Linked DNA regions of Ovis aries: region 1 is linked to region 2. A link is a contact called in public Hi-C data. All regions are on one chromosome and are shown on one strand. Each heading gives the region's core, a stretch centred on a gene start, on an enhancer-like site or on the middle of the called end of the contact. The rest is flanking DNA. Distances are from core to core; before and after follow the strand shown.

Region 1 (5,107 bases), core at 1,471-3,970, 330 kb before region 2:
ACATATAAAATGCAATACACGTGTGCCTGCGTCTTTACATATTGTTCCCACAAAAGCCATTTTCTGTTGATTTCCTATCAAGGATCCCTTGAAATTAGGAAGATTGGGAACAGCTGTGGCAGAATCTGGTATTCCATTTTTGGCTCTCGTGTTTCAGAAGTCTCAGTTCAGAGAATGGGATGATTACCGTGGCTGGTTCTGAGGCTCTACCCCGTCCCGCAAGTGTTTCTGCTTTTCTCCAGCTTGTCACGAGAGGGCAGCACCTGCCCATGTTTAAGCAGTAGATTTACAGAGAAACGAGGACCCGGGCTCACTGTGCACTGGATATCTGGTTTACTAGTGATGTGATGGTGATCCGTCAGTCGCTCAGTCGTGTCTGACTCTGCGACCCCAAGGACTGTAGCCCGCCAGGCTCCTCTGTCCGTGGACGTCTCCAGGCAAGAATACTGGAGTGGGTAGCCTTTCCCTTCTCCAGGGGAATCTTCCCCACCCAGGGATCAAATCCAGGTCTCCTGCATTGCAGGCAGATTCTTTACCATTTGAGCCAAAGGGCCCTTATTTTTTACTAGTAATAACACCTAAGTTACTTTAATGATAGAAAGGTAGGTATGCAGGCAGATTTCTTAGAAGTAGCAAGCTTGGACTAAGTATTCTGGGATCTTTGGGGGAAAAAAAAAAGAATAAAGAAAAAGGAAAAACAAAGAATCTTCAAATTATCCTTTTAAAGACATGAACCCAGCATCTTGAACACAGAAAACAAACCTCCTGTTTTTCGCTTCCTCCGTTGTGTTACTTACTTTCACTGCCTTTCTGTGAAGTCAGAGATGAACAAATATTTCTGCCAATATCTGCATAAGTATCACTGTCAGAAACACTAAGGCTGGAGTCACTGATAACACCACGTCCCTGGGATCAGACCCTCCGCACACACTCTGTCCCCACCCGTCCCTGCAGATGGGGCCATCAGGAGGAGTCTCTCTCGGGGCAGAGGTGAGCTCCGCCCACTTGCGGCAAGGGCCCCGGGTCTTGGGTCAGCCCCCAGGGGGAGCCTGTGCTACACACATTCATATACGACGTAAGCAGCCGCCCCGCGTGTCTCATCACATGCAGGCGTCTTTGTCCCTCCCTAGTGCCCACTCTTGAGGTGCGCCTGGAGCAGGGACGCGGTGGGTTCCGTCCGGCGGGGGCGGTGGCTGGGGAGGAGCCAGTCCGCGAGGAGGAGGGTGGGATGAGCTCAGACGGAGGCAGGGGGCAGCCAGGCCCCGGCGCCCCTAGAGCCTGTGAGGAGGTATCAGCAGGTGACGCTGCTCATCCCCTCAGGTGAAGGAAACACAAGGAAAAATAAACAGGACCTAATTAAACTGCCTGAAGTGTAAGGTTTTGCACAGTAAGGGAAACCGTCAACAAAGGGAGACGCCAGCCCACTGAATGGGAGACAGCATTTGCAAGTGGTAGGACTGATCAGGAGTTAACATCCAAAACAGACAGACAGCTGATACAGCTGAACACTGAAAACACAAGACCCCGGCCGAAACGTCGCCGAACTGAACACGGGCAGATGGCGACAGGCACAGGGAAAGATGCTCCGCATCCCGGCCGTCAGGGAAAGCAGGTCAGAACCACAGCGAGGCGCCGCTTCGCACCCGTCAAGACGGCCACCATCAAAAAGAGCACACACCCCCCCCACCCCCGTCGCCGCGGACGTGGAGAAGACAACCTTTGTGCGCTGCTGGTGGGAACGCGAAGTGCTGCAGCCACCCCGGAGACCATGAGGGAGGAGGGTTCTCAGCAGATGAACCCTGGAACCGCCACATGGTCCAGATTCCACTTCTGCGCCCAAGGAAAACCAAAAGCACCAAGACCAGACACGCTCCTCAGTGTCTGGAGCAGCCTCATTTACAGCAGCCAAAACAGGGAAGCGCCCAAGTGTCCACGGACGGATCCAGAAGACACAGCATATACACGCGATGGAGCGTCAGCCACGAAAAAGAACAAGACTGCCGTCTGCAACGTGGACAGACGTGGAGGGTGGTATGCTAAGGGAAGGAAGCCAGAGACAGACAAATACTGTATGGTATCACTTATAGGTGGGATCTAAAATAACAACGAGCTAGGGAATATAACAGAAAGGAGACAGACTCTAGATATGGAGAAGACTAGTTAGTGGTTCCTGCTGGGGGGAGAGCGTGGAGGGGCATGGCGGTGGGGGGTAAGAGGCACAAGCCAGCCGGAGTAAAACAGCCACAAGGAGGTACTGAACAGCACGTGGAGCAGAGCCAGCACTTTATAATTTACTTTTAAATGAATATATATAGTGACCTTCACTGAGTCACTGTGTGCTGCGCCTGAAACTCACACTGTGTGTGGACTGTCCATAAGGAAAAGCCCCACAGCCAGGCCCTGGTGCGCAGGCAGCCTGGAAATGGTGGGAGCTGAAGCAGCTTGTCTCCGCCCCCAGCGCCTGCCTCCTCCCTGTCCAGTTTGAGGGTGCCCGCCCGCAGCTTGCAGGTGACACGGGGCCTGTCACACCAAAGCCACCGCCACCTCTTCACCAGCCAGATCCCCTAGTCCTGCTGAAGCCCAAGGGGTGGGGGTCTGTGGCGCCCGAGAAGCCCCTGCTGCACCTGGAGGCCTTCGAGCACACCCGTCACCCGAGGACGTGACGGCTGGCGCCCCGGAGCCTTCTGTTTGCCGCTCGATAGGCAGGCCCTGACCTTCGCTCCTGTGCTTGTTCAGAGGGTGTCTTTGTAACAGTGGTGAACAAAAGGCTAGTTCTGTACCAGCAAACACGAAGCTTGCAGGCCTGAGCGGCCCCTCCCAGCTGCCCTGGGATTCACCTGCGAGATGGGGGCGGGGGGGGGGGGCAGGAAGCCCATTTCCTCCCAGCAGCTCTGGGACTGGCCCCCGAGGGGAAACGCCAGGAAGGGCCGGGGTGCGAGGTGTCCAGCGGGGAGCGCCCCTCACCTCCTTCCTCTGCAACTACAAACGCATCACCCAGCGGTAAGCTGTCTGTAGGGGTAAGCGGACCCCGAGAACATTCGCTGAATTTCCATCCCCAATAATCTTGCCACGTCTGCCTCCAAGGAAAAGGATGACTCCGTTTCCTTCAGTTCAGCTTGTTCAGCAGAACCCAACTGTGATGAATGCGGTCTCCTGACCGCCAGGGTGGAGGGTGGAGGGTGGCCCACCCCGGAGGGACAACCACACAGGTCTGACCATGCCCTTCTGCCTCTGCAGGAGCCCCCCTGCTGGGCGCCTTTGTGAAGGGGGGAAGTTTAACCTGCAGAGAGACACAGAGGGCTGCTGTCTGCCTGGGCACTCTGCGGAGTCCTGCCTGAAGTAAGCTCCTGGCATCATATTCCAGGATGGGGCAGCCGTCAGGCTTGGCGCTCATGTGAGAACCCAGAAGGAGGAATCAGAGTGATGCCCGCGGACCTGCCTGCCTCCGCCCAGAGCCCAGGGGCAAGACAGTCCGTCCTGGGCACCCTGCCTTGAACGGGATTGGCCTCACGTGTCTCCCACATGGGAAATGGAGGCTGGCAAGGTGTCGCGTGCTGGCAGCCTGGGCTCTATCTCACGGCCGAGTAACTGCCACACTCATAATTACATTTAACAAAGTGCTCAGAAGGTTAATGACATTCACACACCAAGTTCAGGAGCTCGACCGAAAGTCACCACTTCACTGAACCCAAGTGACACCCTTGACAGCAGGACACCCTTCCGTGTCGCTATAACCTCAGCACCGAAGCCTGTGCACACGCCCCCTGACCCTCAAGGAAAGGGCAGTTCCCCCCACCTTTTCAGAAAACAGCCCGCCACTCAGTCTTTGCACGCGGCCCCTGCCGGGCAGGCACACGGAGGTGGGGTGGTTCCCAACAAGTATTTGTCATACAAATCAGTGACGTAACCGGCTGGGCTTTCTATGAGGCCTTTCTTTGGACTGGAGACACCGGCTTCTCAGCCAGCAGAAAACCAAGGCCCTTTCTACTCTCCTTTCTGAGACCGGCTTTTCACTGAATCCTAGGAGAGTGGGCAGCACTTGGTGGGGCTGAAGCACAGGCATACATCCAGGGACCCCAACACCCCTCCTTTACCAGGTCCTTTTGTGCGGCTTGTACCTCCAAATCCCCGTTCCCCGTCCCTCCAGCCGCCTGGATGGACCAGGCTTCAGTTCTGCCCTGATTCGGGGATCCCTGGGGGTCAGGGTAGAACAGCAGTCCATCCCAAGTGGACGCCCAGTGCAGGCCACACCTTGTCCAGAGACCCGGGCTAGAGCTGGTGGGTCGTTCACCAGCTTTGGCACGCAGCACCCACCGCAACCACAGTGTCCTTGGAAGACCCCCGTGACTGCCCCGTGGGCGGCCCACACGCACCTGATGACCGTGGGGGTGATCTCTGCACAGAAGAACACGCTGAGGCTCCCCACCGCATGGGAGGCGAACATGCCCACGATGGAGAAGGCGATGGAGAACTTGTCCTTGACACTGTCGCTCATTCCTGGGGGAGAACCGGGCGGTGAGGGGCTGGAGGGCGCGGGGGAGGGGGGAGGGGGCCTGATGGCCGTCTCCCCTCCTCCCCTCTGCCCGGGGTGAGGTGCAGACCCGGGAGAGGAGCAGCGAGTGCAGGCGTGGGAGGTCAGAGCCCTCCTGGCAGGTTCCCCCGAAGCCCCGGGGGTCTGGAGAGGGGCCCAGGCTGACTCTGCCGGAAGCTGAGCACGGGAGTGACCGGCATGGATGAAGGCTGGGGGGCTCCCTGGCCCGGGGCTGCACCCTCCTGTCAGGTCTTCAGGGTCAGCCCCAGAGAGTGGTCTCGGCTATGGAGAGCCTGGCCAGCCTGGCCTCAGGCATGACCAAGACGAGGGACAGGAGCCCCAAGCTTGATTTAGGGGAACAGAAACTCAGATAACCCTGAGAGAGGAACCAGGCGCCTGGAGGGAACCTGCCGGACCGAGTCAGGCATCTTGGCCGTGGCTCGGGGTCTGACCTCACACCCAGGCGGCATCAGGCGGGGGGCGGCAGGCAAGCTGCTGGGGTCGGACGTGGGGTGCAGCCCGTTCCCCGCGAGGATGGTCGGGAGCCCCAGGGGCTCGGCTCGGTAGGCCAGGCTC
Region 2 (5,590 bases), core at 825-3,324:
TGTCATGGTTTCTGCTCTATCAAGAAGGAAATAAAGTCAGGTACACTCTACGTTTAAAATTGGATTTTTATATGCCCAAACCACTGTTCCAATCAGTTATGTATTGTTACATTAATTGTGATCATTTGAGAGGCCAATTACCCATGAAAACCTATGGATTTCTGATACAAATGAATTTACCTACAAAACAGAAAAAGGCTCACAGACTTAGAGAACGAATGTACAGTTACCTGAGGGAACCATGAGCAGAAGGGTTAGGGAGTTGGGGATGGGCGTGTACAGACTGCAGTATTTAAAATGGGTCACCATCGAGGACCTGCTGGACAGCCCGGGGAACTCTGCTCAGGGTTATGTGGTGGCCTGGATGGGAGGGGAGTTTGGGGGCGAATGGATACGTGTTTATGTATGGTTGAGTCCCTTAGCTGTCCGCCTGAAACTATCACAACATTGTTAATTAGCTATACCCCAATACAAAATAAAAAGTTTTTTTTAAAGAAAACCTATCGACTTCTCAAGATATCATAACATCTCAATGAAATCTGCCAAGAAGACTTTAAAATACATGTTTAAGAGAAAAACACTTTCTTAAAAACAGAGTAAATATTACTAAGAAAATGCGACATCACGTCACATTCAAGAACGGTCGCCAAGACCACTGAGGTGGGCGCTGACCTTTGGAAACCAGGGCAGCCAAGCACCGGAGCAGGACCCGGGAGTCCCCCGATGGGCCAGCCATTCCGCCCCGAGGCTGCCGGCGAGGTTCCGTGGGCCCTGAGGACTCAGGCAGCGCCACTTCCCCAGCAGCGAGGCGGTCCTTTCATAGTTTAACGGCCAGTGTGGCTGTCCCTGCAGGGTGGGAGGGACGAGGAGAGCACCATGCCCGGGCAGTCCACACCACGCGACCTCTGCAGCCACGACGCGCATCGACATAGCCTGTCGAGAGCCACGCCATCATACATTATTACGTGAAGAAGGTGGTCACACACAGCGGGCATGTGCTGACCCTTCAGGAGCGTGGGCCCGTGTGTGGGGCGGCAGACAGGACAGACAGGACCGAGAAGACATACAGCATTTAGCAGATGGTGGGCGCTTTTCTTCTTAATGTTTATACTTTGTAAATGCCCTACAACAAACATACAAACAAGTTAAAATATTAGGCTTTGGATACTAGGAATTAGACTGCTTTGAAAACTATAATGATTGATAAACAAAAATGGAAAGGGGAGTATGTATGAGGGAAGAAGCTCTGATCCAGTCCGAGGAAAGCTTCGATCCACAGCTGTTCTCCCAGTCTCTTCCTTGCTCTGTGACCAAGAATGACACTGTCTTATGCGTAAAACAGATGGACGACAAGGACCTATTGTATAGAACACGGAACGATATCCAGCATCTCGTAATAACCTGTGATGGAAAAGAATCTGAGCAAGAACATAGTGGATGAATCACTTTGCTGTACACCTGAAGCGAGAGAGTAGCCCCTGCTCACCACGACCAGAGAAAACCCAGGCACAGCAGCAAAGGCCCAGCACGGCCCCAAATTAGCCTAAAATCTATCTATCTATGTATCTGTATATGTAGCCACCTCTGTAGACCCTTAGCAGGGTTTCCTCTGGGTGAGCAGGGTCATCAGATTAGTCGTTTCCAGCTCTGCCCCCTTCAGTGTCCTCAGCCTCTCCTGGACATAGAAATTCCCTTGTGCTTATTGAAACCACGTGAAGGAGGCTTTGCTATTCTACTCAGGCCCCAGCTTTTTTTTTTTACTAAATGGGGAAACAGCCTCAGAAAGTTTAAGTAGCCTTTCCAGGTTACACAGCTGGTAAGCCACGCTTCCAGCACTCAAACGCCCACAGCTGACCCCACAGCCAGCTTTCGGTTACAAGGCTCTCTCCGAACCCGCGGCCCGGTGTGATACACTCTGCAGGACAAACACCAGGTTAGACCACGCGGATGACAGCACGGAGACCACGTGAGGCCGTAACCTTGCCCTCTGTTTTCCTCCCTCTTTGAAGACGCCTGATGTTTGCTTGCAACGTGAGCTAGTCTAGCGGAAGCCGCGTAAGGACGCAATCAGGATGGCCCTTTGCTGCCCTCTGGTGGAGGATGTCCATAGAGGACGAGAGAGAGACACCCACACACACCGCACACACACACACCGCACTCACACACACACACCGCACTCACACACACACACCGCACTCACACACACACACCACACTCACACACCACACACACACCACACACACACACACACACCCCACACACACCACACACACACACACCACACACACACACACCACACACACACACACACACACACACACACACACACACACACACACACACACACACACACACACACACACACACACACACACACACACACATACACACACACACACACACACACACACACACACACACACACACACACACACACACACACACACACACACACACACACACACACACACACAACCACACCCACACACACACACACACACACACACACACACACACACACACTCACACACACACACACACACCCACACACACTCACACACACACTCTCTCACACACACCCACACACACTCACACACGCACACACACACTCACACACTCACACTCACACACTCACACACACTCCCCCACACACTCACACACACACTCACACACACCCCCCACACACACACACACACACACACACACACACACACACACACACACACACACACACACACACACACACACACACACACACACACACACACACACACACACACACACACACACACACACACACACCACACTCACACACACACCACACTCACACACCACACACACACACACACACACACACACACTCACACACACACACACACACACACACACACACACACACACACACACACACACACACACACACACACACACCACACACACACCACACTCACACACACACACACTCCCCACACACCACACACACACACACACACACACACACACCACACACACCACACTCACACACACACACACACACACACACACACACACACACACACACACACACACACACACACACACACACACACACACACACACACACACACACACACACACACACACACACACACACACACACACACACACACACACACACACACACACACACACACACCACACACACACACACACACACCACACACACACACACACACACACACACACACACACACACACACACACACACACACACACACACACACACACACACCACACACACACACACACACACACACACACACACCACACACACACACACACACACCCACACCACACTCACACACCACACACACACCACACCACACACACACCACACACACACACACACACACTCACACACACACACCACACACACACACACACCACACACACACCACACACACACCACACACACACCACACTCACACACACACACACACACACACACACACACACACACACACACACACACACACACACACACACACACACACACACACACACACACACACACACACACACACACACACACACACACACACACACACCACACTCACACACACACACACACACACACACACACACACACACACACACACACACACACACACACACACACACACACACACACACACACACACACACACACACACACACACACACACACACACACACACACACACACACACACACACACACACACACACACACACACACACACACACACACACACACACACACACACACACACACACACACACACACACACACACACACCACACACACACCACACACACACACCACACACACACCACACACACACACACACACACACACACACACACACACACACACACACACACACACACACACACACACACACACACACACACACACACACACCACACACACACACACACACACACACACACACCACACACACACCACACACACACACACCACACACACACCACACACACACACACACCACACACACACACACACACACACACACACACACACACACACACACACACACACACACACACACACACACACACACACACACACACACACACACACACACACACGTACACACACACACACACACACACACACATACACACACACATACACACACACACACACACACACACACACACACACACATACACACACACACACACACACACACACACCACACACACATCCCAGGATGGTCCTTTGCTGCCCTCTGGTGGGGGATGTCCAGAGAGAGAGACAGAGAGAGAGACACACATACACACACACATACACCAGGGTCACCTAGGGTCACTTTGTCCTAACTGCCCTCTGGTGGAAGATGTCCATAGACACACACACACACACACACACACACAGCAGGGCCGCTTTGCCCTAACTGAATTATTTCAGATGTACTCATTGGAAAAGACCCTGAGGCTGGGAAAGATGGAGGGCAGGAGGAGAAGGGGACGACAGAGGATGCGATGGTTGGATGGCATCACTGACTCGATGCACATGAGTTTCAGCAAGCTCCGGGATAACAGTGAAGGGCAGGGAAACCTGCTGTGCTGCAGTCCGTGGGGTCACAAAGAGCCAGACACGACTGAGCAACTGAACCACCACCACCTAGGTTTAAGTGGCAGATGAGTTTCTAAAACAATGCAGCTGGCACATGAGAGGGACTGGATGGATATTCGCAGAACTCAACTGAGAGTTTGATTGGCTGAATCTCTGATATGTACCAGGAGTTTGCTTTTTTTAAGAATCTTATGATAAATTATTTTGTTAAATGACTAAACACCTTTCAATTTAAACTTTATGGTATACAGATTGGCGTATATTGTGTTTATTTAACATTATAAAATTGCATCATGTAGCCAATTTGCAATAGTCATAAAATTCACAAATAAAAATCATAATCTAAAAAGTTCACTTTAATCACTTGTTCAAGCACCTTTGCTTCCTTTCCTAAAATAGTTGATGTACAATACTGTTTTAGTTTCCATTGTGAATCACAGTGATTCAATATTTTTATAGATTATATCACCAGTTAAAGTTATCATAAAACCATGGTTATATTCCCTGGTCTGCATATTTAGATGCTCTCTAATCTTCAAAATGATCATGAAGACCAATCAGAAATACTCATTTTAATTCTATGAATTATAATTAGTATAGACACAATATAAGTCTGCACATATATCTACAGATTAATACATATTGACTGTATCAAAACTAAGTCCTGATGAAAAAAGCGCAAGAGCAAACTTACAGTTTATAAAAAGGAGCAACACTGAAAGATGGTCTCAAGAGGAAATTCACCTTGCAGACTCCTATTGCCTCGTGTGTGTGTCTTAGGTAGCCTTTTTTCTGGCAAGGGTTTGACCCTTGCTCAGTTGCCTTCCTCTTTACTAACTTCCAGTAATATCTGTACACACCTTCCCGATTACAAAGTACTTTTCATATAAACTGTGTAATTAGGGAAACCGTTCATATTATCCAAACAGGACGAACAAGGTGGAATGTTTCAGATTGTCTATAGATGGCT

Evidence for each region. Hi-C and Micro-C count contacts between places; a contact is called where the count stands out from the background.
Region 1: a contact with region 2 is called in a Hi-C map of liver, with 9 times the contacts expected there. The contact joins two enhancer-like sites. A contact is called at or near these places in 9 of 16 Hi-C or Micro-C datasets (blood, hypothalamus, liver and 5 more).

The regions. Positions count from the first base shown.
Region 1 is chr20:49,569,659-49,574,765 of ARS-UI_Ramb_v3.0, reverse strand. SLC22A23 (solute carrier family 22 member 23) reads right to left here. Exons shown (of 12, transcript XR_009597686.1): 10 at 4,374-4,497. Among named protein-coding and RNA genes, the nearest start is that of PSMG4, 14 kb to the left of the region's middle. Within about 2 kb of position 2,720, at least 7 of the 54 cell types and tissues checked have an H3K27ac peak or open chromatin away from gene starts, as enhancers often do. A contact at or near this core is called in hypothalamus and liver, where this site is marked.
Region 2 is chr20:49,235,550-49,241,139 of ARS-UI_Ramb_v3.0, reverse strand. No RefSeq gene overlaps it. Among named protein-coding and RNA genes, the nearest start is that of PRPF4B, 10 kb to the right of the region's middle. Within about 2 kb of position 2,074, at least 20 of the 54 cell types and tissues checked have an H3K27ac peak or open chromatin away from gene starts, as enhancers often do. A contact at or near this core is called in hypothalamus and liver, where this site is marked.